4 separate regions of the Mus musculus genome follow, and regions 1, 2 and 4 are each linked to region 3. A link is a contact called in public Hi-C, HiChIP or PLAC-seq and promoter capture Hi-C data. All regions are on one chromosome and are shown on one strand. Each heading gives the region's core, a stretch centred on a gene start, on an enhancer-like site or on the middle of the called end of the contact. The rest is flanking DNA. Distances are from core to core; before and after follow the strand shown. Region 1 holds the start of Lsm3 (LSM3 homolog, U6 small nuclear RNA and mRNA degradation associated). Region 2 holds the start of Chchd4 (coiled-coil-helix-coiled-coil-helix domain containing 4). Region 3 holds the start of Tpra1 (transmembrane protein, adipocyte asscociated 1). Region 4 holds the start of 1810044D09Rik (RIKEN cDNA 1810044D09 gene).

Region 1 (7,588 bases), core at 1,899-4,398, 2.6 Mb after region 3:
GCTGAGTATGGAATACACAGCAAGGAAATCGACCATCATTCTGCAGCAGTAATCACTAGAAGACAGAAACAGGTGGCTTTTCAGTATTCTTTGCTGTGTTTATTTTCTGCAGGACACAACGGGGGAAGGAAGCCTCTCAAACAATATCCAGATAAGTTTCCAAACCTGAGAGCTATCTAACATACCTAACCAGTCTCCTTGAACTCAATGTCACTTCAACAGTTCCAGAATTACCACTGTGGCTTGGTCATTCAGCTACTGAGACTTAAGGGCAAGCACCTTCTCCCAAGACCCTTAGGATGAATTCAAATTCCTTAGCATGATCTCCAGGCTGAGGTCCTTGCCCTTCGGTCACCTCAAGTCCCAGCACTCACCTCTTCATTCTGAGTCTAGCCACGAGTCTTTCAGCATCCTGTTTTCTCTGCATAGGAATACTTACCTACCCCAACCCCATGCCACCGAACTCCTTATGAAGAGCTCAAAATTAACATAGTAACTGGTTATAATACCCGGTACTGACAGCTTCTTCCTCATACTGGTGGCAGTCTGATTAGAGCAACCAGATTTACTCCCCACCATGTGAATTTGCTTTTCATTCTCTCTTTTTAAAATCTTGTCATGTTCACCTGACTTGCCTTCCCCAAGAATCTCAGCATCCTACCAGCAGGAACTCTGCCTGCTTCATTTACTAGTATATTCCCAGGACTTTGGGCAGTGGCTGGGAATCCCTGAATAAATAATAGAGAAACTAATAAATTTCCCAATGAAGATAATACAGAGGGGGGTAAAAAATGAAGAGGAGCCGCCCACTCAGCAGCAAGGTGAGTATGATGTTCTTTGTTGCCAGCCAAGGACAAAAAGTGCCAAGCCTCATCTTCCTTTGCATGCACAGGGGTGCTCTTCAAATCCGCTGTGTAGAAGCTACCTAACCTCCTAGCAGACACTCAAGAAGCAATGAGCCAGTGAATAAGCTGAAGCTTCTTAAGCATGGAGTAAGCCCGCTCCTCTGAAGCTTAGCAAATATCAGCATCTCCTAGTGGACAGTGAAGCTATGACCTCTATGTAATCAGATTCCAGGGCAGTGGGCGGCACAGGGTGGGTGGGGTGAGGGTCACTGAACTAGTCCCGCTTTCTACCTAGTTACTTTAAAAGGTCTAGTTCTCCCTTCTCTCGCAGCATGCATTTTACACCTGAGCACTTGCTGCCTCTTCAAGAGAACCCAGGTTCAATTCCCAGCACCCACACTGCAGCTCCCAAATCCAGTTCTGGGGGACCCAACACCTCATCTAGCCTCTGCAGGCACAACTCACACATGGTGCACTGACATGCATGCAGGCAAACACCCATACCCATAAAATAAAAGATAATAAAGTAGAATTTTTTTTCAGGGAAAGAAAAAAAAAGAGGAAGAACAAAACAGGATATTGAGGGAAATGAGACTTGGTTTTATGAAGGTTACATTTTTTTCCTCAGACAATCAGATAAGAAGATCACTGAAGAATAAGAGGTTGACAGGGCAGTAACTGGGATTCTGTGGTAGTTGGTTCCCAGGAATGACTACTTTATGATGATCATGGAGTGAGTGTCTTAGACCTGAAGCAGAGAAGAAATTAGCCCCATCAAATATCCATGATGAACATTCTAAGCCAAAGAAACACCAAAGGCCAGCCTCCAGATAAATATACAGCATATCTAAAGAGCAGAAAGCAGGTCACTAAAGAACCAGGCATCTGCAATCCCTGTGATCAGGAGGATTAGACCGGAAGTCAGACTTCTAGACCAGCCAGCTGTTTAAATAAACAGGAAAAAAAAAAATCAAAATAAGAATATCTGAAACGGAAAGATCCAGATTTCTAGGCCAGCCTGCTGTTTAAAATAAACAGGAAAAAATCAAAACAAGAATATTTGGAAAGGAGACAGAATTGTGACAGCCTCTAAATCCTGTAGGAAACCAGCTAAGTGAGGAAGATGCTATACTTGCAGAGCGCAAGTCTGAGGGGGTTTTAGATAAGAAGACAGAGGCATGAGGTTTTGTTGTTCTACATCCGTTTGGCTGCTAGATGATGACCTGAGGCAGACAGATGAGAGGAAGCCAGAAAAGAAGCAACGTGAAGTTCACTTACTCAATTGTGGACAGGATCTCCAGCTATAAAATTAAAGAGAATTAGGTACAGATTTCATTGGTTCCGAAGCTGACTGGACTTGCTGCCGAACTGGCAGTTAAGAAAAGGTGTGATTTATTGAAATGGAACAACTGGAGGATGGATTTGTTTAAGAGGGAAGATGGAAGTTTTGCTTTGTTCAAGATCTAGGTAAGAAGCGCATTCTAGCCAGGGCGCAGTGGCAGACACGGGTTAATCCTAGCTCTAGGGAGGCAGAGACAGGTGGATCTCTTGAGTTTGAGGCCAACCCGGTCTACAAAGTAAGATCCAGAACAGCCAGGGCTACACAGAGAAACCTTGTCCGGAAAAACAAAGCAACAACAACAAAGCACATCCTAAACTCTGGAGTTACACTGGATGGCAGTCGGGAATTTGGAGAGAGATCTCGCACGCACTAGAGTCTCCCTCCGTCTTGGTTTTGGGGTCTCCTTGAGACACCTGGTAACTGCGAAGCTTTCTGCTGCTCAGCCTTCAACACTTGCTTAGAGGCTGAACTTGGCTCTAATGGTTAACAGAGGGGTTTAAGGCTGATAGCAGAGGCCCTCGGGGACGCCGCGCACCCGGCCGTGGAGACCTTGCCACAGGCGCAGATCCGCTCCGCCGCCCGCACCAGCCTCAGCCACCACTGCCTGGCATGTTGCAGACTCGGCCTCTCACCCGCAACGCTCTCCTCGTGCCGGGCTACTTTGTTGTCCTCGGTTTTCTGGCCCCGCTTCCGCCGCCTTCCGTCTGCGGTGCGCTTTGGGGCCATGCTAGCCAGAGGCGTTCCTCGGGACTACCGCGCAGGACGCCGCAGGTCTCCGCGTGCCCGCCCCGCCCGGAGGCGGGCCACGCCTGGCCGCGCCCCCAGCCCAGGGTAGGACCACGCCCTCGAAGGAAGCCCCGCCCCCATGCAAACTACGAGGGCGCGAAGGGACAAAAATAATATAGTTCGCCTTCAGTGCGTGGCGGCCTAAGGTTTCTGAGTTCCTGTTCCCGCGAGAGGTGGAAAGGGCGCAGCGTTTGAAACATGGCGGACGACGTAGATCAGGTAAGTTTGACCTGAGGCGTTCGAAGAGGAAATGCTTTCGCTTCTCGCTTTTTCCACGCTTCCCGTGGGATGGCCCTTTTCTTTTTTTCCGAGTCACCACGGCCTTCCGTAGCCGGGCCTGCTCCTGAAACCTCCGTAGGCCCAGAGTTTCTCAACCCGCCCGTCTACCCATCGCGCTCGTCGTCGCCCTTTCTCTGTAGAATGAATGCAGGCGGCTGGAGATGCCCATCTCTGGGAGCTAGCTGTCGGGATTCCGACAGAAAGCGGGAGGTCGTAGCAGGACACCAGTTTAGCAATCCGAGTGAACACGGGGGGCACAGGCAGTGGTTCCCTTGGAGTGAATTACGAGGGGAGGTCAGAGGAAAGGTGCAGTTCTAGGAGATGGAGAAACTGCTAGAGATGGAGTATGAAGAAAACAAGCAAAGATCTGGTACACAGGCCAACAGAAGGGCCTACGGGCCTCTGCACCTACCCTTCCCTATTTCTTAGGTAGCTGGTGTACCTTGGCCACCAAAATGTCTTTCACACCCTCACATGCACACACAGCCCCTGCACACACACACACACACACACACACACACACACACACACACGTACGTACGTGCTACCCTACTGTGTTTCTCTCCAGAGCATGTTGTTTTAAATATGTATAGCCCCTGCACACACACACACACACACACACACACACACGTATGTACGTACGTACGTGCTACCCTACTGTGTTTCTCTCCAGAGCATGTTGTTTTAAATATGTATTTATTTAAAGTGTTTCTTCCACAACTAGAGTGTAAGTTCCTTAATGGGGATTTATTGGGGCTGGAGAGGTGGCTTGGCAGATAAGAGCGCTTGCTGATCTTGGAGACAACCCTGGTTGTGTACTAGCACCCACATGCTGCTCTCTCAGCTGACCAGTGATTGAAACACCACCCGGCCTCTGTATCCTATGAGTAAGCCTTTGCCTTTCCTCAGCAACAGACCACCAATACCGTAGAGGAGCCCCTGGATCTGATCAGGCTCAGCCTGGATGAGCGAATTTATGTGAAAATGAGAAATGACCGAGAGCTTCGAGGCAGACTACACGTAAGTCTGTTAAAACATCTCAGAGCCAGAGGCTGCATCCTACCTCCTTACAAATTAGAACTGCAGTGTAAACTTACTTTTTTGAATTTCTTTTGGGAATTGGAAAATCCTTCTATTCACTTTTAAAATATGTTTTCCTTAACCAGAATGGTTTTTTAGAGAGGGGTGGGACTCCGGTGAGACAGAACAAGGCATCTGATCCCCTGGAGCTAGAGTTACAGACTGTTGTGAGCTGCCTGATACGCTCAGGTCCTGTTCAGGAATCCAGTGCTCTTAGCTTGAGCATCTCTCCAACCATAGAGAACACTTTCGTTTCCTTCAGTTTTGTCTTCTGCTTATTTATGAATAAACTTGTTTGTTCTCTTGGGTTTAGACAAGGTCATACTAGAAAACCTGGCTAGCTTCAAACTCCAGCTCCCTCTGCCTCTCTCCTGAGAGCTGGGATTACAGACATGCTCTTCATTCTTGGCATTGTCCTGGATTTTTTAAAGTTATTGGATAGGGTATTTTAGCTTTTGACATATAAAGCTCTGTTTTGTCATGAAAAGAATTAAATAGCAGGCTAGAGATAGTTTGCCTAGCATGCGGCAAAGCCCCTACCCTAGCACTACCCAAAAAAAAAAAAACAAAAACAAAAACAACTTCATAGAAATGGGTAAAATTAAAGGCGAAGTTCCATTTTTCTCTATGTCTGACCACTGTTCAAAGTTGGCTGCATAGTCGTCTGCATGTGTATATGCCACCTGTGTCTGAAGGGGAGCCTAGTGAGGAACGGAGGCATGTGCCATGGTTCCAGTACTTAGAGGACCAAGGCAGGACGATCATATATTTGAGGCCAGTCTGGCCTACATAGTGAAACCTTGTCTCATATGTACACACTTTTTTCACATGTTTTTTGTGTGGAATAATTACACAGCTGACACAACGCCACAGGATACAGGATTCTGTGTCAGACTTCAGTCTCCCCCCCCCCCCCCAGCTATAAAGCTGCAATGGGTACTTTCACAGATATTGCTTGTGCACATTTATATGTCTGAGGAATTGGTCCCATCATTGTGTACTTAAGGTTTTGTCTCCTCTTGTTACTTCCCTCAGGGCTGTTTGTTTACAACAGGAATTGAAATAAGTCTTTTAGTTCAGGCTTAGAAATTAGAAACAACCCTCTACTGACAGTGACAGAGCCACTGTAGGGGACCAGGCCATCCCACTTCAGTCTCAGTCTTAGAAATTCATGTTCTTTCATGAAACCCAAGGATAAAGAATTGATCTACAAGCTGGCCTTGTGGGAACAGCAGTGTCAGTTTGGTGAGAAATGTGGGATGATGCTAAATTGCATGGCACTCTGGTGCACGGAATGATCCCCAGGCCAGACTGTGGCCTCTAACTTGGAGTTGTCTGCAGCTCTTACCTCTGCAGTAACGGCCCAGCTTTCTGTTTCCTCCCTGCTCTCCAGATGAGTTGCTCATTTGTGTAGCTGCCAAGCAGTTCCTTCCCAGTGTGGCTGTTAGGCTATTTTTAATCTTGATATGAGCAGGCAAAAGCGCTTAGCACTTTGTTAGAAGAACATGCAGTGGGTTCTGAACAAGCCCCAGGAGGTTTGCTGTTTAGTAAAAGGAATGAACTTTGGAGATTGCACTGAACACTGCGGTTGAAATCCTTCCTGATTGAGCCCACAGATGCCAAAGCACGTTAAATTCTGGATAAGTTATAAATGGGCAAAGTGGAGGTGGGACAGATGGTTGGTGGGTAAAGTGTAAGGACTAGAGTTTAGCTCCCCAGCACCTGTGGAAACACCAAAGCAAGCTGGCTAGCTAGACAGTCAGCAAGCTCTTATGTTCGACCGAGAGGCACCATCTTAACACATTATGTGGGGAGCAACTGAGGAAGGCATTCAGCTTCAACCTCTGGCATCCACACACATGTAAACATGTAGTACACATGTACACCACACACATACCCATGTCCACAAAAATGGGTCAAATTTTGCTGCACCTGTTTTGTTGTGAGCATCGAATGACAGTGTCCTTGCTTGAGAACCATGGTCCTATCACACAGCAAGTGACAGGACTTTATGCTGCTTAGTATCTCAAAAGAAGTCTGACAGAATTTGCTGTTTTTTCATAATAAACTATTGTGACTGGTGGGACCGCCTTGGGTAACAAGTGAAGGCGATGCTTAAGTGTTCTTGGGTTGCATTGAGTGGACTCACTTTTTATCATAAGCAGTATTGTCACTGGGAATGGCTTGTAAAGACATGATAGGCTAGCACAGAGGGTGTTTGTTATTTGCATGTAAAATTTTGGGTGTAAGTATTGAACCTGTTACTTAAAATCCACTTGTATCTTTTGAGCCATGTTACTTGTTTCTCATATCTCACCCTCCCACTTCAGGCTTATGATCAACATTTAAATATGATCCTGGGAGATGTAGAAGAAACTGTGACAACGATAGAGATTGATGAGGAGACATATGAAGAGATATATAAAGTGAGTCCTGCAAGTCTTTGCTTTGACAATGTCAGTTCTCAACATGCAACAGCTTAACACATATTTGTGGAAAGCCCATTATGTTCTGGCACCTACTTAGGAACGGTTAATAGATTGTATAACTAAAATGCAAGTGTTTTTGGAGTCACACAACCTGTTTTTAACACTGATCTTAAAGACAGCTGTATCACTAAAGCCTGCCCCAACATGGGTGACAGCTCACAAAGCTGGAACCTGGCACACACTGCACAGCCTAGAGGCAGCTCAAGAGTTTGACAGTGCCCTTTCCTGTCAGCTGAATTGGTCTGAGCCTTTGCCTCATGAGTGCTGGGATTAAAAGCTTGTGCCACCACACCAAGCCCACAAATGCAATAGTTTCTTTTCTTTTTAAATTTAAAATTTATGTGTCTGGATGTCTGTGTATGTCTGTGTACCATGTGCATGCCTGGTGTCCAAGGAGGCCAGAGGAGGTCATCAGATTCCTTGCAATTAGAGTTATAAACAGTCACGAGCCACCCTGTGAATGCTGGGAATTGAACCTGGGTTCTCAGGAAGAGTGGCCGATGCTCTTAACTGCTGAGCATCTCTTCATGGTCTCTACGAATGTGTCATGTGCCTTGACTACACACAGAGGCAGGACAGACTGGTGCTGTAGGTAGTATCTACAGTCCTTATCATGCAGCACTGTGGAGAACACGACATTGCTGCCTTATATCGCTCGTTACCTTTGAGATGGGAAACCAGACAGCAGCTTCCCCTTGGCCCGTTGTATGTTTTGCCCTCTCTCAGCTGACATAACTAATGAACAGGAACATTTCCAAAATAGGAAG
Region 2 (7,252 bases), core at 1,519-4,018, 2.6 Mb after region 3:
CCCGCACAAGTCCTAAAAGAGGTAGAGGAAAGATTAGGAACTCAAGACCAAGTGAAACCTGAGGCAAAAGGTGGCTCTAAGAAGCCAGTGTTCATTCTCTCCTGGTCTGAAGACTGGGAAGGGTTTGAGGAAAGAGCATCTGAAATGGTCTTCCAAGCCCTGGCAACCCCTGCAGAACCTCAGTGTCTCAGCACAGTTCCTGCTGTCTGTAACTACCCATCCATCCCGGAGTGCTTTAATGCCAACTTCTTCTTGTTCTGTAAAGATCCAAAGTGCCACCTCACTCAGTGCACATCACACTGCAATAAAAAAAGTTTGCTGAATGAACAGAAAGAGGCAGGCTGTTTATTATTAGGAGGAAAGTAAGGAACCATGTGTGGAATTGACAGAAACACCAAGAGCACAAGGCCAGACTGAGGCTTCATCCACACGGTGGGACTCTCTTAATGTCAATGAGGTCTTTAACCTGGAGACTGACTAGATGTATGGACTGTTGACATAACTGTCCAGGCAACCATTTGCCTAATTAGAATGGTGGATAGGCATGAGCCTGGGGTCACTCTATTAAATCCTGAACACCCACAGTATACTAGGCCTTCTGCCATCTCTCAGCTTGGTGGGAGATAATTTCAGTGTGTTTATAGAGACACAAAGTATCAGGGAAGACCTGGTGGCATTGAAGCTGGGTTTTTTGCTTGTTTTCTTTCTCTTTTAAAAAGATTTATTTATTTATATGAGTACATTGTAGCTGTCTTCAGACACACCAGAAGAGGGCATCAGATTCTATTATAGATGGTTGTGAGCCACCATGCGGTTGCTGGGAATTGAACTCAGGACCTTTGGAAGAGCAGTCAGTGCTTTTAACCACTGAGCCATGTCTCCTGCCCATTTCTCTTGTTTTTTTTTTTTTTTTTTTTTTTTTTTTTTTTTTTTTTTTTCCTGAGACAGGGTTTTCCCTGTAAAATAGCTCTGGCTGTCCTAGAACTCAGAGGACTCCACACACCTCTGCTTTCCAAGTGAGGGATTAAAGGCATGTGCCACCACGCCCGGCTTTGGGCTGGTTCTTAAAGGATAAGTTAGCAATTCAGAGAGCTGGAGGAAGAAAGCACCTGACAAAGGGCACAGCCAGAAGAGCTGAGGAGCAGGAGGAAGAACATGAGACTGGAAGAATAACACCGCATGGTCTCCTAAGTCCTTACATACTATTTTTTGGTTTGTTTTTGGACAGGATCTCACTATGTAGCTCTGGCAGGCCTGGAACATGCAATTTATTTTACACTGGCCTTGAACTCACAGAGACTGTAGGTAGCGGCATGTGTTTTTAATTCCAGAATTTGGGACGAAGAGAAGAATTTGAGTTAGGGGCACATACTGAGACTGTCTCAAAAACGGAGAACCACTAAACACATACACACACACCTTTTGAACCAGGAAGAAGACGGGCTCTATGTTGCATTAGCAGCTGATGGACCCATCCTCCTTCCTGAAAAACCCGAGGTCTGTAAATCCATCAAGAGGGGTAGAAATGTTTATCTGCATAGCCTCCTTAACTCAAAGACTCGTCATCAACCTACCAACTAGGTTGGAGGAAACAAAAGTCATCCTAGGAATCCGCCTAACAGTGCTGGGTCAAGGACTTTCGTATGCGGAACACCAAGTGCTAACCAACAGAAACAGTCCTCGGGAGAGGCACCAATGATGATGCTGGGAAGGAGGGGGTTCTACAGCGGACTGGGGCCTTCTAACTGGATGTATGGCCTTGGGTGGATCACTTCCTCCTTTGTACCTCATGTTCTCTAGACTTAAGAGTAAAGGAGCTGAGAATTCTGGGTGAACCAAGTCTCTCTGTAGCTTTGTATTCTCAAGAGCCCTCCAACTCTTTCCTGCCTTGGGCACGTGCTTCGTGAATACCAGAGTAAATGACGCCTGATCTCTCAATTTACAGGAGTGGAAACTAGGGCCTGGCGGGTTTGGCAGCTCAGACATAAGAAGCCAGTCAGTGCTGGGAGACCTTAGAGCAACAGATTGGTCTGGATTCTTCTGGGTTGCTGCTTACAGGTAACAACAGGTAGTGAGTGGTCCTCAACGTGGCTAGAAATGACGGAAGAAAGGAAGCTCTTTCATAGCGGGTCCCGGTTTCGTGACCTGATGTGGGTTCCTGGATCGAGTAACCTGTCTTAATTTTCCGTTTGATAAGACGTGGACAGTAAGGGAACCCGACATATAAAAATGGCTACGTTAAGTTTAAAAGCGTGCCTAGTACACAGAAGGCGCTCACTAAATGCTCCTGCCAGATGCACTTCAGCACGCCCACTCTAGCCCAAGCGGTAATTTTTCGGGATAGCTAAAAAGCCTGGGCGGGATAGAACCACGTGGGGAGTGCTAGGAGCGACGGTGTCTAATTCCTAACAGTCCCCGATTCCCAGCCAGAGACAACGTGCTCCACACTGGCCAGGCCCACGTGAGGCCCTCCGAGGCCCGGGTTCGGGCTTCACCTTGACCTTGGACCGGCCTCGTTCCTCACGGAGCCTCTGCCTCTCTCGTCTGGAAACCGCCGCGTGAGGCCCACTAAAGGGCCCACAGCCGCTCGGTGGAGACCACTTGATCGCGTGTCTCTCGCAGGCCCGTCCCGGCCGGTCTCCATGGCAGCGCCCGACTCACCTTCCTGCCGGCAGTAGGACATGGTTGTTCCCGACAGTCCTCTGCAGCTCGCAGAGGCAGCGGGCGCGGCTGGAGCGGATACACCTTCTCGCCGTGACCTCCCTCGCCGCTTCTCAGGCCTGGCGGGTGGCACTGAGGCCCGCACAGACCCGCCCCCTCCAGGCCTGCCCGCCGCGCGCCTGCCTCCGCGCGTCCTAAGCACCAGAACCGCTTCTCAGTCGAAAACTACACTGACCAGCAGCCCTTGCGCCTCTCCAACTAGACCGATACTACATTTCCCAGAAATCTTGCAGCGCGCACGCGCACCAGTGAAATACAGTGGTTTGTAATTTTGTGGCGAACGTGTCAGACGTCGGACTACATTTCCCAGCAGCCCTTAAGATGCGCACGCGCAGACAACTTGAGGCTTAGGCAGGGCGGTAACTTTTGTCCTGCGTCCCGCCAGGTCCTGGATTCCACGAGAAGTCTTGCAGCTCTGTGGCAGACAGGAGGTCACCGTATTCTGCGTTCCGGTCGTCAGCCCAATTCCTAGCGGAATAGAGCAAGACGGCGGCAGCGAACCAAGCCCACCATGGCAGCGAACGTAAGTGCTTCCTGATGCCCGGGTGACACCATCATCCGGGCCGCTTTTTCCCTGGATCCGCGCTGGGTCTTACAGGGGTGCTACCCCAGTGGGTGCAGCTGCCCTCAGCTCTCTGAGCTTCTCCATCTCGGGCTGCGCGTTTGTGGGCCTCAGCAATTAGTCGAGTCCGCTCGTGCACGGCTGCTTCTTCCACTCCTAGTTTCTCTCTGGGCCCCTGGGGATACGAAACTTGGGGAACTTGGGGAACTGAAGGACCACGGGGAAAGTGTCTATTGGTGAGCAGACTGATGAGGTGATCCTGCCCAGGTGGAACTGTCCAGCAAATGCTTCTTTGGTCTTCGCTCCCTAGGGGGTGTGTACTCAAAGGCTGTGTGATGCTACTGTAGCTGGACTAGCCTGGCTGGATGACGTGGAGAGGGAGACTTTTCTCTGCTGCCGGGTTCCTGGTGCACTGATTTGGTTAGAGCCCCTAGCTGAGGATAGTTCACCCAGACCTCTGGCCTCTTCCTACTGCAACTAGTCCTTAAGAATTTTCCTAGTGAATCTTAACATTCATTCAACAAACGGAGCAACACCACCTACTAGGGGACTGGGTGTGGGAGAAGCCGGTGAGTCACCAGTGCCTCTGGTGAAAGCGCCTCTGAAGCCATCTCAGGAGCACTGCCAGCCCCAGGCACACCCTTACTCCCTCCTTGGTAGAGTGTCACTACAGCCCTCCTTGGGCCTGTTACACCCTCTTCCCAGGCCCCTCCTCAGTCCGGCAGACTTCACCTCCTGGGAGGCCGGAGTTTGTTTCACCCACTGTGCAAGCAATATCTGTTTGGCATATTGTCTGGCCCTGGCAGGGGAAGAGAACCAAAGGTTAGGAATGCTGCACTGGAGCCAGAGGAGAAGGCAACCAGCAGGCCAGCCTGGCAAGAGCAGGCAGACCCCTTCTGATCCATCTCATCAGCGTCATATCTCACCGTTCCCCAGAAGAAGACACCTGCTTGGGGGCTCGTAGCCAGCTTGGCATGCTACATCCCCAGCCTGGGAAGGTGCTGATGAGGGCAGACTTTGGAGACAAGCCCGGAGGCAAATCCAGATTCTTCTACTCTAACTCCTTTGGGTTTACTCTCTCATGGGATCAGTTACTTTGAAATTTGAGGAAGGTTGCTGGGCACAGAGCCTGGTACATGGGAGGTACTTAATCCTTGAAAAAGTTACTCTTAGAGGCTAGCCCACACAGTCTTGGTAGGCAGAGACCATCTTGGATTCTCACACTAACAAACATAGACACAATGGGATATCTTCAGATGTCTTTGTCCATTTATTGTTATATTACTTTCCTGGGAAGACTTGAGCTTTTATTAATGTCAGCAGGATAGCCATAGACCAACTCCATCTTGGTGAACCAAAGAGGTTATCTTGGGTGACTGATGGAGGTGTGTGCCGTCCCTTCTGTTAGCCCCCTGTCTCCTGTATCCTCTAGCAGTACTGTACACTGCTGGGGGTGTGACATAGGAGGAGGTGAGAGGCTAGAATCTCAGGTGATGGTATAAAGATCCTCGTCCACTCTTCCAGGGAACATGCCTGATCATGTGAGGGGTTCATCTAAGCTATTTGGGTCTCAATATGACCATGGCTGTGTCATGCCTAGAGACAATACCAAAGCATCCATACTGTAGCTGAGTCACCAGGCAGGGTAAGCAAGAAAAATCTTAAGACAGTGAGTGGAACAAAAGCTCCTGAGTTCAGTATAACAACTTTCCTGTCAGGTAGGTATTATCACCAGCAAGTGAGGAGTCAGGACCAGAGAGGTGGAGCACATGTTGCCAGGTTCCAAAGCAACAGAGCTAGGATTCCAACCCTGGTGTGCCAATATCCAGGCCCAGTATGTTCCCACCCATTGATTCATCATTTATTGATTCTCAGCCCAGTATGCTGGAAGTGGAATGTGTTACTTAGGATACATAAGTGTACATATACACAGGTATATACATATAGATGCTATTTCCCACCTCACCTCTCTCCCAGCTGGAGGAACATCTTCCTGGCCTCCCTTCCTTCCTGGCCTTAAGGGGAGCCAGCAGGAACACAGGACTTTTTTTTTTCCATTCTTCAGCTTCAATTTCAGCTAAGTGATGAAGAAGACAGTCTAGGGTAGAGGGGCCTGCCTGAGTTGAACATCTACTCAGTACTTACAAGTTATTGATCCAGGCAGATAACCTAAGCAGAGTCTCGAATTCTTCATCTGTGAAATGGGTATTAGTAGTCTCTTTACCGTTGAGCCAGCCCATGGTTGGCCTGTAACAAATGAATATGCTATTGTGGGCATCCTGCTGGCTGAGATTGTCTTCTTGTCTGCAACAGTTGTCTCAACTGAGTTTTATATGGTATTGTTCTGGATACAGTGGGTGTCCTCAGCAGGCCTGAGCCAACAGTGGAGAGCAGCCAGAAGAAGTGGCATTTGATATGCTCAAGGATTCTGTCTCAAATCCATCCTTGGATACTGGGCAGGAAGGGGCCTGGCTCTCTGAGGTACCTGCCAGGTGACCACTTTGTATCTCTGTGACTTTCATCCACACCCACAGTCTGGGTGGCAGCTCTAGTTTCAGTTATGGAGAAATCTGATAATGTTCCTATTAGCTGTAACTCCCACAGGTGCCTATGAGGCCCCAGCACTGAGCCACCACCCCAAGCTTGGGATTTTCACCCCCACTTTACCCATGAGGAAATGGAAGGCCCACAGCTAGTGGATGGCAGAGCCAGGATTCAGGCTTAGTCTCTGTTCTTGGTGATGAACACTAGACATACTTCAGACAGTACCGAGTTGGGTGAAGCCTGCTCCACTGACCTGTGGCTTGTGGCCTATGGAAAGCTGCCCGGGCATGCCCATCTGCTCTGTCTCTCCAGCCTTCCACAGCCATAGCAGACAGGCTATGCTGTTCTACATTCCCCTGCTAAGGGTACCCTTTCCCTGAGGTCTGCCTCTATGCCCCCTCCTCCAAGTAGTCTGTCTTGATGTCCTAGCTAGAAGGTGTACCCAGCACTGAGCCCACCTTTCACTGGACACTCAGCACAGCCTCCCAGTAGTTCTTGGCCCCACCTGCCATTCTCACAGCACAGCATGGTCCTCAGGAAACCCAGCCGTTACTTCTCAGGTTTAATCAAAAATATATTTCTAGCTGCTTTGTAAAATAGCTTGTTGGTGTCTTTTTAACATACGCTAACTTACGGTCTAGAAATTCTGTGCCAAAGGATAGTTGTCTACCAATGTCTGTGGGGAAGAGAGTCTCTTCTGGGAATCTCCTTGCACATCAAAATCATTTCTCAAAACTCATCAAACTGTCAATTCCTCCCTCAGTATTCCAGTACCAGCAGCAGGAAAGAACATGTCAAAGTGACTTCTGAGCCCCAGCCAGGCTTCCTGGAGCGGCTGAGTGAGACTTCGGGCGGGATGTTCGTGGGGCTAATGACCTTCTTACTCTCCTTCTACTTAATTTTCACCAACGAGGTAAGATGCAGGCTGAGGATCCAGTGGCTGGGCTCTGAAACAAAGGGCCTAGGTCTTACAGGAGGGAAGGGGGTGCTGAGGTAATCTGAAACACCTCAGTGGAAGCCAGGGCGGCAGCGAGGGACACTTTTCTCGGGCAGCCCCTTCCCTTGTGGGAGCAGATATGGACCCAGCATTTCCAGTCTCACATCCAAGCAGTTTAGACTTAGAGAAAAAGGGAACCATGAATTTATAAATCGGTTTAACAGCCATGTCTCAGGTTCTTGGCTTAGGTCTCAGTCTTTTGAACCAGGACAGGACTCAGCCCCACCTGAACTACATGACCTGTGAGGGAGGGGAGTAAGCAAGAGATGCTGGAAAAGGTCCCCTGCCACCCTAGGTTCTCCAAGGGCTGCATCTGGATATCTCCCTGAGACCAAGGCTAGGTACCTTGAGTGAGCCCGCTGAAGTGTGTCAGCTAAGCAGAGAACACATCTGGCTGGTTAGGCCTGGATCACATGATTTGGACAGGG
Region 3 (7,596 bases), core at 2,729-5,228:
GTGCAGTTTGGCTGCCCTGGAACTCACTCTGTAAAACTCAAAGACCCGCTTGCCTGTAACCCCCTAGTGCTGGGATTAAAGGCATACGCCTCCCCGGCCCAGCTATGAGACTCTCAAGAGAGAAGGGATGCACGCAGCTACGTGGTAGCCGGCTTTCCCTACATGCGCGGGGCTCTGGGTTCCATTTCCTGCAGCCTCACCACCATAAGTGCGTGTAAACCCGGGGCCTAGAGACACATGAGGAGAGCAGAGACGACCCGTCCCAGACTGGTGCAGGTAGCCCCGCACTCAAGCCTGCCACTAGAGGAAGATACCGGCCAAGCTAGCCGAGATCGCTGAATACCGCCCGCCCGGGATCAGCCCATTCCTCACCGCCATGTCTGCGCTAGCTCCACCGCACCAGCTGCCACCGGTTTTCGCGCGAAAACTAGACCACGTGACCCGCCCATGCCCGGGAAGCGCCGGGAGGACTCAGACGTCACTACGTCCTCGTCAATCTAGAGCGGAAGGAGGGCTAGAATGTTTGGGCACGCCCACACCAGAAAGCCCCGCCCCGCTCCCCGCCCACAGCTTTCAAAAGGCTGAGCCCTCGCCTCCTGCACACCTAGGCTTAACCCTTCAGCGTTTACCACGCTAAGGCAAGGAAGCGGGACTTTGGGTCACTAGTGGCTCTGAGGACCAATCCGGCCTTCTAGAGTGTGACCTAGGTATCTAAGTGTCGGTATGGCCACTTGTTGCAACTGAGACTGTTTCCTGATTTCTTTTTTTTTTTTTTTTTTGGTTTTTCGAGGCTGGGGTTTCTCTGTGTAGCCCTAGCTGTCCTGGAACTCACTCTGTAGACCAGGCTGGCCTCGAACTCAGAAATCTGCCTGCCTCAGCCTCCCAAGTGCTGGGATTAAGGGCGTGGGCCACCACTGCCCAGCTTGTTTTCTGATTTCTTCCTGATTTGGCATCAACCTCTCCCAAAGCACTGAGGTTCAATCCTTCAAGCACCCAGGCTGCTGTGGGCTTTTATCAAAGTGGGAATCAATTGTACTTGGCTGCAGTTGGCAAAGGTATGGGGAGGATGTTCCAGGTGAAAAGGGCCTGGTGCGTGATGCAGTACAGCGAAGGCTGGGAGTATATAGGGATTACCACTCCCTTGGTTCAAAGCTTGTAATGCCCAGGAAAGGTGGGAGAGTTCAGACTGCAGATTAGCAGTCTGTCTAGGAGTTGGAGCTCTGTCCTGACATGAGGTCACCTGAGGGATCTGTTAAATCGAGGTGTAGGATGAATCAGTAGCTACCACCTGACGAGGTGGGCAGAGACAGGCTGAGTGCTTCCAGTGAGAGGCCTGCTACTGTTCCTACAGTCTTAGGCATCTGGTTCTCAGCTACTGGGCAGGATGTGACTTCTGCTGTATGCACAGCATCAATAATCCCACACAGAACCTAGTGTAGGGCAGAGAGGAAATCAGGAAGGACGCTCAGAAAGGGGGATCTGCAGGCTTTATAGTACAAGAGATACCCCAAGGTGCTAAAGGGTATCTTAGGGAGATGGGCTAGTATGACCTCTGAGACAGGAATCCACACCCTCTTGTCTGCTGGATGCCACTGTGGTACCCAGAGCTGCTATCGATGCAGGAAGGTACTGCATCTATATGCCAGAGACTCAAAAATAAATAAATAAAAAATAGAAAGCATATTATGCCACCATAATAGGATATGTTCTTTGAAAAGCTGACTGTGTCCACCATAAGCCCCTAGGCCCCTACAAGTTCCAATGATATGACAAGCACCCAATTCTTAAAAAAAAAAAAAACAAAAAACAACTTATCTTCCTCCTTTATAGAATCTCTCATTACTGGTCTGCCATTCCATGCTTACCCATCCTTACTAGCAGGGTGTCATGGACAAGATAAACCAGAGCCACATTCTGTGAAGAGTCCAAGTAGCCTGGGCCTTGCTAGACCTGGTGACAACGGAGAGGGGTAGAGTCACCACAGGCCTGGAAGGACCCTGCAGGTGGGTAATCCCTTTACTGTAATGGGATAGAAAGAGGTGTGGTTTGTAATTTTGAAAGATCAGAACAGCGAGTGAGATTGACATAGGGAGGGTCCCAGTGTCCCAAACATGCTTTAGGTTCCCAAGATGGGCACAGCTGTCCATACCCTGCACTGGTGCAAGCCAGGAACACTACCTGACCGATCCCCATTCATGTGACTTCCTGGATGCCACACTGTCCTGTATGCAGAGGCCACAGTGATGGAGGAGCAACTGCCTCTGCTGCCAGAGGGAAAGAGGCATTCGATGACCTCCATCACTCAGCAAATGCCGTAAAAATCTCCCAGACATCACACATGGAGCCCCGAATTCCAGAGGGTCAAGTGCAGAGTGACATACTGTTACTGTTCTTCTGAGACATAGCCCTGGCTAGCCTCAAACTTGAGACGATAGTTCTTTATTTTTATTTTTATTTATTTATTTATTTATTTATTTATTTCAGAGACAGGGTTTCTCTGTGTAGCCCTGGCTGTCCTGGAACTCACTCTGTAGACCAGGCTGGCCTCGAACTCAGAAATTCGCCTGCCTCTGCCTCCCAAGTGCTGGGATTAAAGGTGTGTGAGACAATATTTCTGTCTCAGCCTCAAGAGCACTGGGATTACAAACATATCATCCCACCACACCCCGTTTGCTTAGTCCCTAGGCCCTTGTGATTGACAGTGGGGTTTGGGGACAGGTGCTGGAGAAAAGGCTTAGTGGTTATGAGCATGGTTAGAAGCCCTGAGTTCAATTCCTGTGGCCTTTTTGACACCTGGAGGTCAAGGAGGGCCTAGGACATGTATTTTGCTATTATTCCTAAACAGGGCACTGTATTCTCTTGGCAGGAAGTTGGGAGCTCTTGATGGTTTTCAGGGTGGCTGTTACAGACCTTGTAGGCGCAGGCAGGCACAGCCAGCTTCTGTGACTAAGACCAAAATGGACAAATGGGACTAACCTGGAAGTCTCAGGGATGCTAAGTCTCGGACCAATCACAAAGAGGCCCAGAGTCATTCCAGCCCCTGTGTGACCAGGACGGGGCAGTCCTGGGATCCTATAATAAACAGGTGCCTACATCTTTAACCAGCACTGAGGCACCTCTAAGGTGTTGCTGAGACACACTGCCCCCCCCCCCAATGCCTGAGGAAGGGGTAGGCAAGTCAATACCTACTCTTGAGGGAGAGCCCAGGAAGCTCTCTGTGAAGAGAGAATGTGAGAAGACAGGCCCGAGGTTGCATGCAGAGAAGCCCAAGGGCAGCCACAAGTTTGAAAATACATGGCCTATAGGGCAGATCCTGTGGCCGGCCAAAGGTGCACAGGTAAGCAGATGACCTGAGATGAGGCCTCCAAGTTGCCCTGGGGGTGTCCCACAGGGAGGGAAGGCGACAGACAGGAAAGACTGTCCCTCTGGAAGGCACCTGCTTAAGCAAGAGATCTGGTCTGGCCACTTCCTAGCTGGATGGCTTTGGACTTATTCCCTTAACCCCTTCAGGTTTCTTCTGCAAAACGCCACTAATAGCACCCAGCCTTCAGGGTGACTGAGACCAGGACTGGAGCCCTGTAAACGCCAGATCCCTTTGAAGTGGGCAAGCACAGGGCGTCCGAGGAAGGGATGCCCTTCCTTCCCTCCTTCCTAGTCCAGGTGACCAGAGGTCAGTATTTATGGGGCGCCGGTCCCTTAGGCGCCATCCTCAAAGACATAGGGCGACCCGGTCGGAGGACTGGAGCTGTCCGCAGAAAGATGCGGGGCAAAGGCACAGCGTGCTCAGTACGCTTCCCGAAACGCTTTAGGGGTAAGCTGTGCAGAAAAAAAATTCTCCCCTTTGAAGTTTCCGTCACCCACACTTTGCTTTGCTTCGACTGCAGTCCCTTTAAGAGCTCCGCGGGCCGCCTCGCCCATCTGAGGAATTTTATTGGTCTGTTCCACTCCTGTGGGTGGAATCCCGTTACGATAGGCTGCTGGAGGCCGAGGGGGCGGGGATGAGTGCCACAAACAGGGGTTGTGACTGTTTTCACAGTTTTGCTTAGACGAAAAACACTAGCCAAGGCGCCTGAGAGTCGCCGCTGCCAGGGGAGGACCGGGGAAGTCCGCGGGTCCCGTGAGTCCTGCGCGCTGGCGGCGTCCGGCCACCTCTGACCGATCCACGTAGCATCTCAGCTGCGGTTCTTGCGCGACGCTCCCCGGTTCTCGCTACCTCGCAGGGGTCGGAGTCCCGCGGCCTGCGCAGCCCTGCTCTCAGGTAAGCGCGGCCGAGTCCTCATCTCCTGCTCCGCCAAGCTAGCGAGGAGGCCCTGCCCCTGCTCCTTCTTCGGGTTCGGGCCTACCGTCTCCTTCTGTCCCCGTGCCACTTGGGGTACAGCCGCAAGACAACCTTTGAGAAGTTTCTGGGGACCCTAGCGGTCAGGACCGGATCCTGGATGGAGCTGGACACCCGCCGCTCCGGGTGCAGCCAGAGCTCAGCGGCAGCCGGAAAGACCAGCCCATGCTCTGCCTCTGCCTTCCTGGCCTTGCGGAAGGAAGGGCAACTCCACTTAGCTCCGTAGCGAGGAGGGGGTGGTGGGGTCTGGGGTCCAGACACCCCCAATCCTTGTCCAGCCTGGTTGCATTGTGCTGGAAATGTGTGCGCGTCATAGCATTTTTTTGAGATCTTACCTGTTCTAGAGGGTTGGGTCACAAGACCTAGGACAGACAAGACACACAAGCATGTAAATACACCTGCTGCCGATGGAGTCCCAGTTCTATAAACAGCACACCAAAGAACTGGGTGGTGGTGGAGGAATCGGGAGGTGGAGGCAGGGGGGAAATCAGAAGTTCAAGACCTGCCTTGGCTTTTTGCAGAGTTGGAGGCTAGCCTGGGCCCAATGAGACCCTATCTTTAAAAACAATCATTGAAAGAACAACAGCCAGGTGGGCTAGATAAAGTCCACTTAGAGGGGGAGGTAATGAGTCAAATGATGGGATCAAGCTGCGGGTAAGCAAACACAAAGGCCCCTGAGGTAGGGGAGATATAAGTTGGTGGCTAAAGAAGGGCAAGAAGGATTGTCAGGAGGCAGAGGGCAGGTCACCTGGACCATCCCTTCTTCCTGTTGTCCACAGTGGCCTCTTAGGACACAATCTCTCCTCTATCACTGAGGCTGACAGATTCAGAGAGGCATGGAACTTAGCCTCTATCCTCTGGGGATTTCCTATGCTGCTCTGCAGCTAGATTTAGAGGCTTAGCAGCCTAGGAGGGAAGGGAGAGAACTTTGGGGGGCTGCTTGCACTGCTACCTTCTACTGGGTAGGAATCCCATAAAAGAACTCAGAAGGTTTGGGCAATCCCATTGCACAGATGGGAAAGACAAGCTCTCTCAACCTCTCCCAGGGCAGGGAGAGAAGGCCCTTGGGGAGGTGTCTGGGGTGTCCGAACAGGTCCCACCTAGGCCCAACAAGCTAGCCACAGAGGGTAGGAGGAAGGCGAGGCTTGAGTCGTGGGCAGGAGCCTGGCCTCTGGAGAATGCGCTGAGGTCAGAGCTGCCCTTTCAGGTTCACGGGTGGAAGAAACCTTACCTCAGTTCCCCCGGTCTCCAGAGGCCTGGGCTCCTCCATGATGCTCTGTTGCTCCTTCAAGATGTCATAGCTCTTCTTTGTCCCAGTCTGCCCCCTCTCCTTCCTCTTTTCCCTGGTGGGCCAGCTCCTTTCACTTCTCTATCATTGCATGTGCCCAAGGCCAGAAGATCTGGGGGAGAAGCCCTGGGCCCTAGGATAGAGGGTGGGGTCTGTGGATCCCCTGGGCCATGCCTGCTCCTCCTTTGATTGGGGTCCTGATGGTGCTTGTCCAGTGTACCTAGGAAGGAAGCACAGGGCATGGAGGCTGTGCACTGGAAGAGTGTCTAATGTGTTTGTTACCATTACTTCAGTTATTTCAGTAGCACAGTCATGGCAGTGCAGTGAACTTGACCTCCTCCCAGCCCCAGTACTGCTGGAGTAGGGGTATTTCAGGTTGGGAGTTTGTCCACTTGCTCAGGTAGAAAGGAGTACCTTGAGCTATTGCTAGGTGTAGAAGTGGCTATGATGTTGGGCTCTGGAGGGGACAGCTGAACTATGGGTCGCCACATCTGTGAACATTGTGACTCCTAGGGATGGGTTCCCAATCCTACAGGGAAGTGTCACAGGTGGCAGCTCACACCTCACCCTGTGTTCATTCCTTCAACCTGTTGCCTGTGTTCTCGTTCTCTCTCTCATGTATGTGAGTGTTCTGTCTGCATGTTCACCTGCATGTCCGAAGAGAGCATCAGATCTTATAACAGATGGTTGTGAGACACTTGTGGTTTCTGGGAATTGAACTCAGGACCTCTGGAAAGGCAGCCAGTGCTCTTAACCGCTGAGCCATCATCTCTCCAGCCCTTTGGTAGACATTTTCACAGCTCGCCTTTTTTGACTGTCATAGAATCTTGCTGTGATTGTCCCTGTGACTCTCAGAAGGGAAGTGACTCACTCATCAAAGGTCACAGCAAGCAGGAGGCAGGGCCAGGAATGCCATCCTAGCCTGGCTTGCCAATTCCATAACCTACAGGAGATGGGAACCAGGCCTGGGGACACAAGCCTGTTGCCACCCTAGCTATTAGGAAGCTGGGACAGGAGAATCACAGGTTCAAGGCTGGGCAACATGGGCAGCCTAGGGAGACCCTGTCTCAAAAGTGATGACGCAAGTCTCACTGCTCATTGTCCAGTGCTTGCCTAGCATAGATCCAGTGTCCAGCAATGCAAGACAAGTAAACATCTGATCTATTTGGAAAATTGAGAAGTCAGACTCAAACACCCTGGTAGTGAAGGGGACCTGGCCGTCTCATGACTGGGAAGGATGGGTGTCGTATGTGGCAGAGTCCGGGGTTACTAGGAGTCCAGTGTTTCTCTCTGCATCCACCTTGTGACTTTGCTCTTTGTGAGCTTTCTCTCCAAGGCCCCAGCCCAGAGTCACACTTGGCCTGCTGACCTCAGCAGGGTGCTGGGACTTTCTGGTTGGCTGGATTTGAAAATGCTCGCATTTCCTGACATTTGTGCTGTATGGAGCTAATCCCATCTAAGTCTGTGGACAGAGCCGAAGTTCGGAGTGCCCCCGGGGAAAGTGTGCCCATTGGCTGCCTGGCCCTATCCCACCTTCTCCATCCTGCTGCTGTCTCTCCTTCCTGTCTCACCTAGACCTGTCCATTCTCTGCAGTGGCCTAAGGGACCCCACCCACAGTGGCTTGGGGTCTTTGGAAAGAGCCTTTTCAGTACCGAGAATGAAATCATGTTATAGGTGTGCCACCCCATCTGACCCAGTCTTACCAACTGTTTTCTCTTTCCAGCCGCCCTGGCCTAGTCTTTTTTGTCTTTGGCCAAGTCTGTTTCTACCTCAGAACTTTTGTATTTGCCATTCTCTCTGAGGAATGTTCTTTATCCAGAGTTTTCCAAGGCTGACTCCCCAGTCATGCGTCCTCTTGACAGAACACCAACCCAAATCAACCTTCCTATGTTCCCTGGAATTCAGCCTTAACTGGGACACAAGGCCATGGTAACTAGATAGAGGACTGCACTGTTTCGTTTGGCTGTGGAA
Region 4 (7,441 bases), core at 4,449-6,948, 2.5 Mb after region 3:
AGGCTGGGCACTCTTAAACCTTCCCCTGTTACTCCAGGCCCAATCTGGGAAGTGGCTAGTGGCCACTCACCCAAATTCTCACATGGCTGGTTGGCTTTCTTTCCTGCAGCTCCTGCGTCCCAGATTCTCCTCTGTTCCTTTGTGCATCCTAGCCTTCGCAACTCTAAGGATCCCACCCCATGCTCAGCCATTGGCCACTGGCATCTTTATTGATCTATCAAAAAACAATTGGGGACAAGGACCGTTAGGGTTTGGACACACAGATTCCCAATTGAATCAAAGCATTAGAACCAATCTCAAACACTTTCTCATCCCTTCTTTTACTTATACCAGTGTATGTCCCTGAGATTAGACAAAGGGCCTTGAGCATGCTAAAGCTCACTTTATTGGTGAGCCTCACCTTAGTGTACTGTGGAATGGAAGTGTTCATGCTCTCTGCCTATCGGTTACAAAATGTGTTTCAACAACAGTATTTATTTGGAGGTACTTTATATCTCTGATTGTGTGGGTCCTTATTCCATTAAAGGACTTGGAAGTCACACAGGGTCAGAACATGGAGGATAATCAGACAAGGGAGTTCCTTGCAAATACTGACACAGCCTAAAACCCAGTGGAAGACTGCTGGCTAGGGCCTTTCTGGGGATTCCTAGAGAACAGACAGAACCAGTGAGACTCCATGCTAGTGACAGATGCAGAAGACAGGAGCTCACTATGTTCAGAAATGATCAGACACAGTATAGTTCAGCAGTCTTAAGCAGCTGACATTTCAGAGCCTTTTATAAAAGACAAAAAGCAGTTTATCAGTCCCCTCAAAGAAATTGTCTGCCTGTGGAAACTCATGGGGTTCCAGCTTCTTCCACAAACAAGAACATTAAACATGTAAAGCATGGAGAAAGTTAACCAAAACAAAGAGCTGTGCTGACAATATGCATCAAATGTTAGGGCTGGAGGAGGCCATGTTGGGATCTAGCATTTCTGACCTTCAGTGTGTGTGTCCGTGTCCATGTAGAACTCTTGGTCCTTTCAAACAGTATTAACAATAGCTTCAGAACAACATCCCAGGTGACCCAGAGCACCCAGAAATGCTGTGTGTCACTGTGGTCATCCATACTCAGAGTTTTCCGTGTGCCATGCGCCTTCTGGTAACTTCTTTGGCTAGGGGTGTATCCAGATTTTTCATCTGCTATTTCTCTTGTTTTCTTCTTGTTGAGTGTTAAGGGTTCTTTGTATTTGGATACAAATACATTATCGTACACATTGTTTGCAAATGGTCTCTCCCTGTCTGCTGTGATTCAAAGTATCACTCAGGAACTTTTACATTTTAATGCAGTGTAATGTAGGGGTTTTTTTTTTTTCTGTTGAGATTGTGATTTTGTGGTTGAATATACAATCCCCTTGTGAAGCCAAGGCCACCTAGATTTTCCCTCATGTCATCATTTTAGAAATCTTGTAGTTTTTGACATTCAGGCCTTCGAATGTTAAATTTATCATTAGTTTTTGTGAAAGTTTGCAGGTCAGCGCATCTACATTCATTTTTTTTTTTTTAGGTAAGAATGTTGATTCTTCCAGTTCTGAAATCTGAAAAACTCCCTTCTCCTTTGGTTGTTTCTGCTCTTTTAGCAAAGACCAGCCCTGGCTGGGTACAGGTCACTTTCTGAGCTCTCTGTTCTGTTCTGCTTGCTTGTTCTCTCTTCAAAACACGGTGTTGGTAGTTACTGTAGACTGCAGTGAGGGTGGAACCCAGGAAGATTTAGCCTGGACTCTTCCCCGGCACTGAGCCTGACTGCAGGGGTTCTTTTGCATTCTGGGTGGACTTTGGAATGACCAAGTCAGAGAAGTGATGTCAGAGGAACTTGAACTTCTTTCCATGTCTTCCCATCAGTGTTGCCTATGTCTTCAGTCTGATGCTGTGCACATGTTTCTCTGAGCGGGACCAAAATGTGTCTTTGTGCTGATAAAGATGCTTTTCAGTTTGTGTCTCCAATCTCAGTGTTCTACTGAAGTGGAGAAGCAGTTGGCTCTTCTCTGTCGGCCTCGATATGACAGTCTTGTTTTTCGATTGGCTATAAGTGGGAGAAGGGTTATTAACCATCTGGAGCTCTCCTTCTGAAAAAGGTACTTGCAAATGGGCAGTTTTATCTCTTCCTTTCCCACCAACATTCCTTTCATTTCTTTTCAGTATTTCTCCCATTTAATGTTATAGGGCCAATGAGATGGCCCAGCAGGTAAAGCGTGATGACCTGGGCTTGATCCCAAGAGAGAGACTAGAAGGAAAGATTGGATTCTTACAACTTGTCTTACACAATTGATTTCCACAATTGTGTTGTGGCATGTTTAGAAAAACTAATGGAAGGAAGGGAGGGAGGGAGGGAGGGAGGGAGGGAGGGAGGGAGGGAGGGAGGGAGGGAGAGAGGTCGAAAGGGAGGGAGGGAGGGAGGGAGGAAAGGAAGGAAGGAAGGAAAGAAGGAAGGAAGGAAGGAAGGAAGGAAGGAAGGAAGGAAGGAAGGAAGGAAGGGAAAATGAAAGAAAATTAGTTATTGCACTAGACAAGATTCCAGCTTGGCGCTGAGTAGGAGGAGCTTGGCCTGTAAGGAGGGACAACTCACCACATCCATGACCTTCCTTCAGCGAAGGCCCTGGGCTTCTACTTGTTTACCGTGGCATTGGCTCTCCGGAGTTTCCTAAGTGTTCTTTGGCAGGCTGGGGTAGTGTTCCTCTATTGCTTGTTTTCTCACAAATTGGTCCTGGATTTTACCAAATGCTGTTTCGGCATCAGTTGATAACAATTCTATGTCTCTTCCTTGAGCTTCTGAGATGGACTCTATTAGTCGATTTTCACCTTCCAGCTGGTTTAAACACCTGGAGTGACTCACACTTGCTCAAGGTTTGGAGTCTTCTCTGGTTTCACTGTCAGGGTGATTCCTTCTCAAAATGAGCAGGGCTTCTCTCTGCCTTTATCTTCTGAAAAAGTTGGTAACACACTGACAGTGCTGCTTCTTTAAATGTTTGGTAAAATTCATTAGAGAAGCCATTTGGTGATAGGTTGTTTTGGTTGTTTTTTTTTTCACATTATTCATTCATTCAATTTTCCCAGTGATATAATTCCATTATACTCTCTATTTCTCCTCTGGTAGTTTTAGTGCCTGAAGGAATTGATCAGCTTCATCTAAGCCTTTAACAATTAACTTTTAATTAAAAGTTTACAAAGAGAGCAAAAATACAATGCAGTTAATTTACAAATGCTTTCTTTAACTATTCTAAAAGAAAAATCAATACAGTTTCATTGAAAGTCTTCCAGAGAATAATACTGCCCCACTGCCACTTTTTGTTAAAACATTATGACTAAGATATATATGTATATCTTATGTTCCACATTGCCCAACAGAATCCTCTGATATTACTTGACTTATGACTGTTTAATAGGTACTAATTATTTATTTGCATTTGCCATCTAATCATTAAGTAGAAAATTCTTAACAATATAGAAATAAACAGCTAAGACAATTTTCTCCCAAAACTTTCTAAAAGAACGCACTTTTTTCCAGTTTAAATATTAGAGTTTGTACACTCAGTATTTTAAGGAAATGTCCTAGTCTATACAAAAAGACAATACATTGGAACAAATGCTATTTTTGAAGGAATACATGCATTTTTATTGTTTACATATAAAATACTGTAAGGGTCAGCCAGTGCTGGCCCATTATTAGCAGTCTTGGAAGCATTCTAAGCATATTCCTAGAAAGTCATGTTATCAACAGTGGTAATCCCTCTCGCAGCATTTTGATGTGTTGTCCTTTTAGGAACCTAAAATTGATTCCCATTTTTTCGCTGTTGAAATTCTGTTTCCAGTTTTTAAATGATTTTCCTCGGTTTCTTTCTATTACTTTACTGTTTGATTTCTAATATTCTCAGGAGGAAGTTTAAATTACTGGCACCAGATCTTTCTTCTTTCCGGGGTACACAGCTAGTGTTACAAATCTACATGTGGACCTTGTTTTTGCTGCAGACCACAAGGTTGGTGACTTGGTTCCATTTCTTCCTCCCCAGTTCCTTCTTTGTCCCTTTTATTTTCAGGAATAGAATCCAGGGCTTCGCTATGCACTAGACAAACACTACACCACTGACCTCCACACCCAGCCCCTTTTTCCAAATTTATTTTTGACTTCTTTTAAGTTCACATTTAGATCTGACTTGCAGTTTGGAAGCTGCACAATTCACAATTTGGAAATCATGGGAAACACAACCAATAACACCTATAAACCAAATCTGCATGTGAGGATGGATGGGGTGGGGGGCTCCTGTCATGCATAGGGAGAGGACCTTTGAGTCTACTGCAAACTCACGGGAGGTACCAGGAGTCTCACCAGATAGGAGAGGCACCACTACCATAAAACAGACCTCAATTGACTTAAACTAGGGATCAGTCTTAGAGAATAGATATGAGGGACAGGATACTAGAATCAGACTGAGAGAATGGTTGGGTGTGTGCCCTGGGGAGTTAGGTCTGTGTGTTTGTGCTGTTTTGCCATTCATCCAATGATGGACACCCACACTGAGTCCATGACTTAACAAGTGCTGTACAGGAGTTTATATTCCTTCAGGCGTGGCACAGTCCTGGGCAAGTTATGAAAGGAGTCAGATTAAATCTCTAGATGTTTTCAGGAGAGGCTGCCAGCCCTAACAGCTGCCACACATCCCTCCATATACACCCCCACCACAGATGATGGCTTCTGTGTAGTCCAATGAGAAAATTTTCTTCTTAGGGTACTTTTTAAAACATTTTTGAGACCTGTATAATTAGTCCATTTGTGTCATGAGAAAACTTCGTTTCAGCTGTTTGTTTTTTCAATAAGATGACTTTCCTTAACAGGCAAAAAAGCAGTACTCATCTTTATTATTGATTTGAGATAGTATATATATATTCAGGAAAGTTGTCTTAATTTCACATTAATTACATACATTGCTTTCCTCCTTTATCTTTATACATAAAATAGGCTGTTGATATATCTTGAAGAATTTTAAAGGATATTAAATGTTTGATTAAAAAAAAAAAAGGAGTTCGTGCTGAATACCTGTTCTCTCAGCGAACACTCACTCAATCACAAAGCAAATGTCAGTGTTTCTTCTGGAAAAAATCTTATCCAAAGTTTACAATCAAAATTACAAATGGATGGGATTAGCTCTTAAACATACTAAAAGATGTATCATAGATGTAAAACCAACTGTTTTACAGTTTTCGAGCTCACTCTCATGTGGTTCCACATACTCTGGTTCCAGGAGTTAGTGCTACGGGGCCTGCTCACTCACCCCACAAAAAAATGAGCGATAAGACTGAGGGCGGGAGGTCATTATGAGCTGGTCGCCCGGGAGGGCGAGTTTGGACCGTGCAGTACCTTGCTAGCTGAACAGGACAGGGTTAATGTCTAGAATATACAAAGACTCAAAAAATGAATACCTAGAAGTCAAGTGATGGGCTACGGATATGAGAATACAGTTCTCAAGAGTGTTCAAACGGCCAGTTCCACCCGAATATGAACCGACAGCTAGAATGCCAAGGTAGCTGCACGGGACCTTCCTGCTAGACTGAAGCGCTAGCAATGGAGAAGCTGGGCGGAGCCTCCAGTGCAGTAGCGGCGACGGCGCGGTTACATGACGTCATCCTGAGGCGCTGGCCAGTAGCGTCATCAGTTTGAGCCGCTTTCCTTGCCTTGGTCCCTGAGAACCGTCTTCCGACCCTTCCTCCTTCGGTGCTGACTGCTCCCGCGGCTCTTTACGCTGAGATGTTTCACTGACTTCTGCCTGAGATCTGGAAAAGGAACACTGCCCAATAGATGAACATGTGTGAAAAATAACTTCCAAGGAACATCATGGTACTAAGTATCAAATGGAAAGGGAAAGCGAGCAGGCATATTTCTGCCATGGCAGAAACAGCTCTCATAGGCTTCAGAAATAGCCTCCTCCCCGCCGCACCCCACCCCCACCCCCGAGTTCGTCTTCCTCCTGATGCGGGAGGCTTGACTCCAGGTGTTGTTTAGTTTCCTTATCAGTAGCACGTGATGGGGTTCACATATCCACTGCCAGGTCTAGTGGTTGCTGCTTGTTACTAATCCCGAGGCTATCCTCAGATCCCTCATCTCTTCCGCTTTCTTACAGTGCGCAGGGACTGTGCTAAACAGAAAACTGTCAGTCACTGCGGGAATGTGCCTCCCTGATCGCCGCGATCGCCCGCTGCCGCAGCTGTTTCTCCTTCACACGCATAGGCTCCCTGTCTTGCATGGGAGGGAGCAGACCCAGGGGACACCAGACCAACTTGAGTTCACATGGGTTGACTATCCACACCTCTCTCCTCTGTCTTTGGTATCCCGTGAAGTGTGCTGTGTCTCCTCTACCCTGTGATTCCTGTTCATCTCAGGAAGCAGCTGAAAGGGTCAGGAAGGTCCTGGGACATTAAACTACTGTTTGGATGATGTTTGTCTACACTCATTTTCTGGGGAATGATGCGGCTGCCAGACCACGTTAGTGGTCAACTGTCAGGAGTCACATGTGTCCTGAGTCCCTGTGGCCTGAGGGCTCCAGCTATCCCTTCAGTTCTTGGCACAGAGATGTGCTCATGACTGCTGAGCAAGGACAGCTCACAAATCTGTCAGGTTCGAGAGCTCTTCTGCTTGACCCCCTCACTACAGAGGAGGCATCTGGGACCTCACTGCCTCTGGATGTACATCCACTATCCCTCTTCCCAAAATCCCCACAATCACACCTGGACTCATGCTTCAGGTTTCTGTCCAAGGGCTCCAGCTCCCTTATGGCTGGTCCTGTGATGAGGCAAACCATCGTGGTGGCTGGTGAGCAGAGTGACTTGTCTTAAGGTGGACAGAAAGCAGAGAGAAGGAAGGGACCATGATCAAAACATACCCATACAAGTCACTTACTTTAACAAGTAGGCCTACTTTTACTAGTTCTGCCATTTGACAATCACCATGTGAAATATCACCCTAAGTAGTTGTATATAGCCTGTAACTCAGGGCCCACAGGCATAACAGGAGCTATGAGTATTATCCAACACATCTGTACATACTGTCAATCACGATGTCGAGATGTGAATGGACACCCCTGGAAAATACCATTATATCGGACACAGTCAGGTATGTGTGTTTCTAAAGTTCCTGGGCATCTCTCAATCCTCACAGCCTGGGGGTCAGTGATGCAGACCATCAGGAGGCCCTGGGAACCGACAGACAGAAAGGACACAAGTTTTCATGTAGCCTGGGCTAGAGTGAGACGCTTTCTCAAAACAAACAAAACCCAAACCCTCAAGAGCTAATGATACAGCCCAGTGGTAGAGCTTTGCCTCCCATAAGCCAGGCCCTGTAGTCGAATCCACAGTCACACATACCACCTCACTTCTCCCCCAACACAAGTGTAGGCAAGTGTGAGCATAAAA

What was found. Hi-C and Micro-C count contacts between places; a contact is called where the count stands out from the background. HiChIP or PLAC-seq counts read pairs in DNA pulled down with a chosen protein or histone mark. Capture Hi-C pulls out chosen DNA fragments and counts their contacts.
Region 1: a contact with region 3 is called in a promoter capture Hi-C map of liver, with 4 times the contacts expected there. The contact joins the promoter of Lsm3 here to the promoter of Tpra1 in region 3. A contact is called at or near these places in 3 of 39 promoter capture datasets (liver and pre-B cells), 1 of 484 Hi-C or Micro-C datasets (B cells), 2 of 115 datasets of contacts at active chromatin or transcription factors (astrocytes and thymic regulatory T cells) and 2 of 9 other capture datasets (adipose tissue and liver).
Region 2: a contact with region 3 is called in a Hi-C map of B cells, with 6 read pairs. The contact joins the promoter of Chchd4 here to the promoter of Tpra1 in region 3. A contact is called at or near these places in 2 of 39 promoter capture datasets (embryonic stem cells and liver), 1 of 484 Hi-C or Micro-C datasets (B cells), 2 of 115 datasets of contacts at active chromatin or transcription factors (astrocytes and embryonic forebrain) and 3 of 9 other capture datasets (adipose tissue, embryonic stem cells and liver).
Region 4: an H3K27ac HiChIP or PLAC-seq map of thymic regulatory T cells shows a contact between it and region 3, with 8 times the contacts expected there. The contact joins the promoter of 1810044D09Rik here to the promoter of Tpra1 in region 3. A contact is called at or near these places in 3 of 39 promoter capture datasets (the 3T3-L1 cell line, liver and neutrophils) and 1 of 115 datasets of contacts at active chromatin or transcription factors (thymic regulatory T cells).

The regions. Positions count from the first base shown.
Region 1 is chr6:91,512,887-91,520,474 of GRCm38.p6, forward strand. Lsm3 (LSM3 homolog, U6 small nuclear RNA and mRNA degradation associated) reads left to right here and starts at 3,149. Exons shown (of 4, transcript NM_026309.2): 1 at 3,149-3,192; 2 at 4,162-4,272; 3 at 6,663-6,758. The coding sequence starts at 3,172. It overlaps Xpc (xeroderma pigmentosum, complementation group C), which reads right to left and starts at 3,002. Exons shown (of 16, transcript NM_009531.2): 1 at 2,820-3,002. The coding sequence starts at 2,913.
Region 2 is chr6:91,470,655-91,477,906 of GRCm38.p6, forward strand. It overlaps Chchd4 (coiled-coil-helix-coiled-coil-helix domain containing 4), which reads right to left and starts at 2,769. Exons shown (of 3, transcript NM_133928.2): 1 at 2,662-2,769. The coding sequence starts at 2,683. It overlaps Tmem43 (transmembrane protein 43), which reads left to right and starts at 3,053. Exons shown (of 12, transcript NM_028766.3): 1 at 3,053-3,244; 2 at 6,591-6,740. The coding sequence starts at 3,233.
Region 3 is chr6:88,898,273-88,905,868 of GRCm38.p6, forward strand. It overlaps Tpra1 (transmembrane protein, adipocyte asscociated 1), which reads left to right and starts at 3,979. Exons shown (of 12, transcript NM_011906.2): 1 at 3,979-4,258. Mcm2 (minichromosome maintenance complex component 2) reads right to left here and starts at 508. Exons shown (of 16, transcript NM_008564.2): 1 at 373-508. The coding sequence starts at 378.
Region 4 is chr6:91,435,289-91,442,729 of GRCm38.p6, forward strand. It overlaps 1810044D09Rik (RIKEN cDNA 1810044D09 gene), which reads left to right and starts at 5,699. Exons shown (of 2, transcript NR_038153.1): 1 at 5,699-5,870; 2 at 6,154-6,467. It overlaps 4930471M09Rik (RIKEN cDNA 4930471M09 gene), which reads right to left and starts at 5,566. Exons shown (of 3, transcript NR_045980.1): 1 at 5,073-5,566.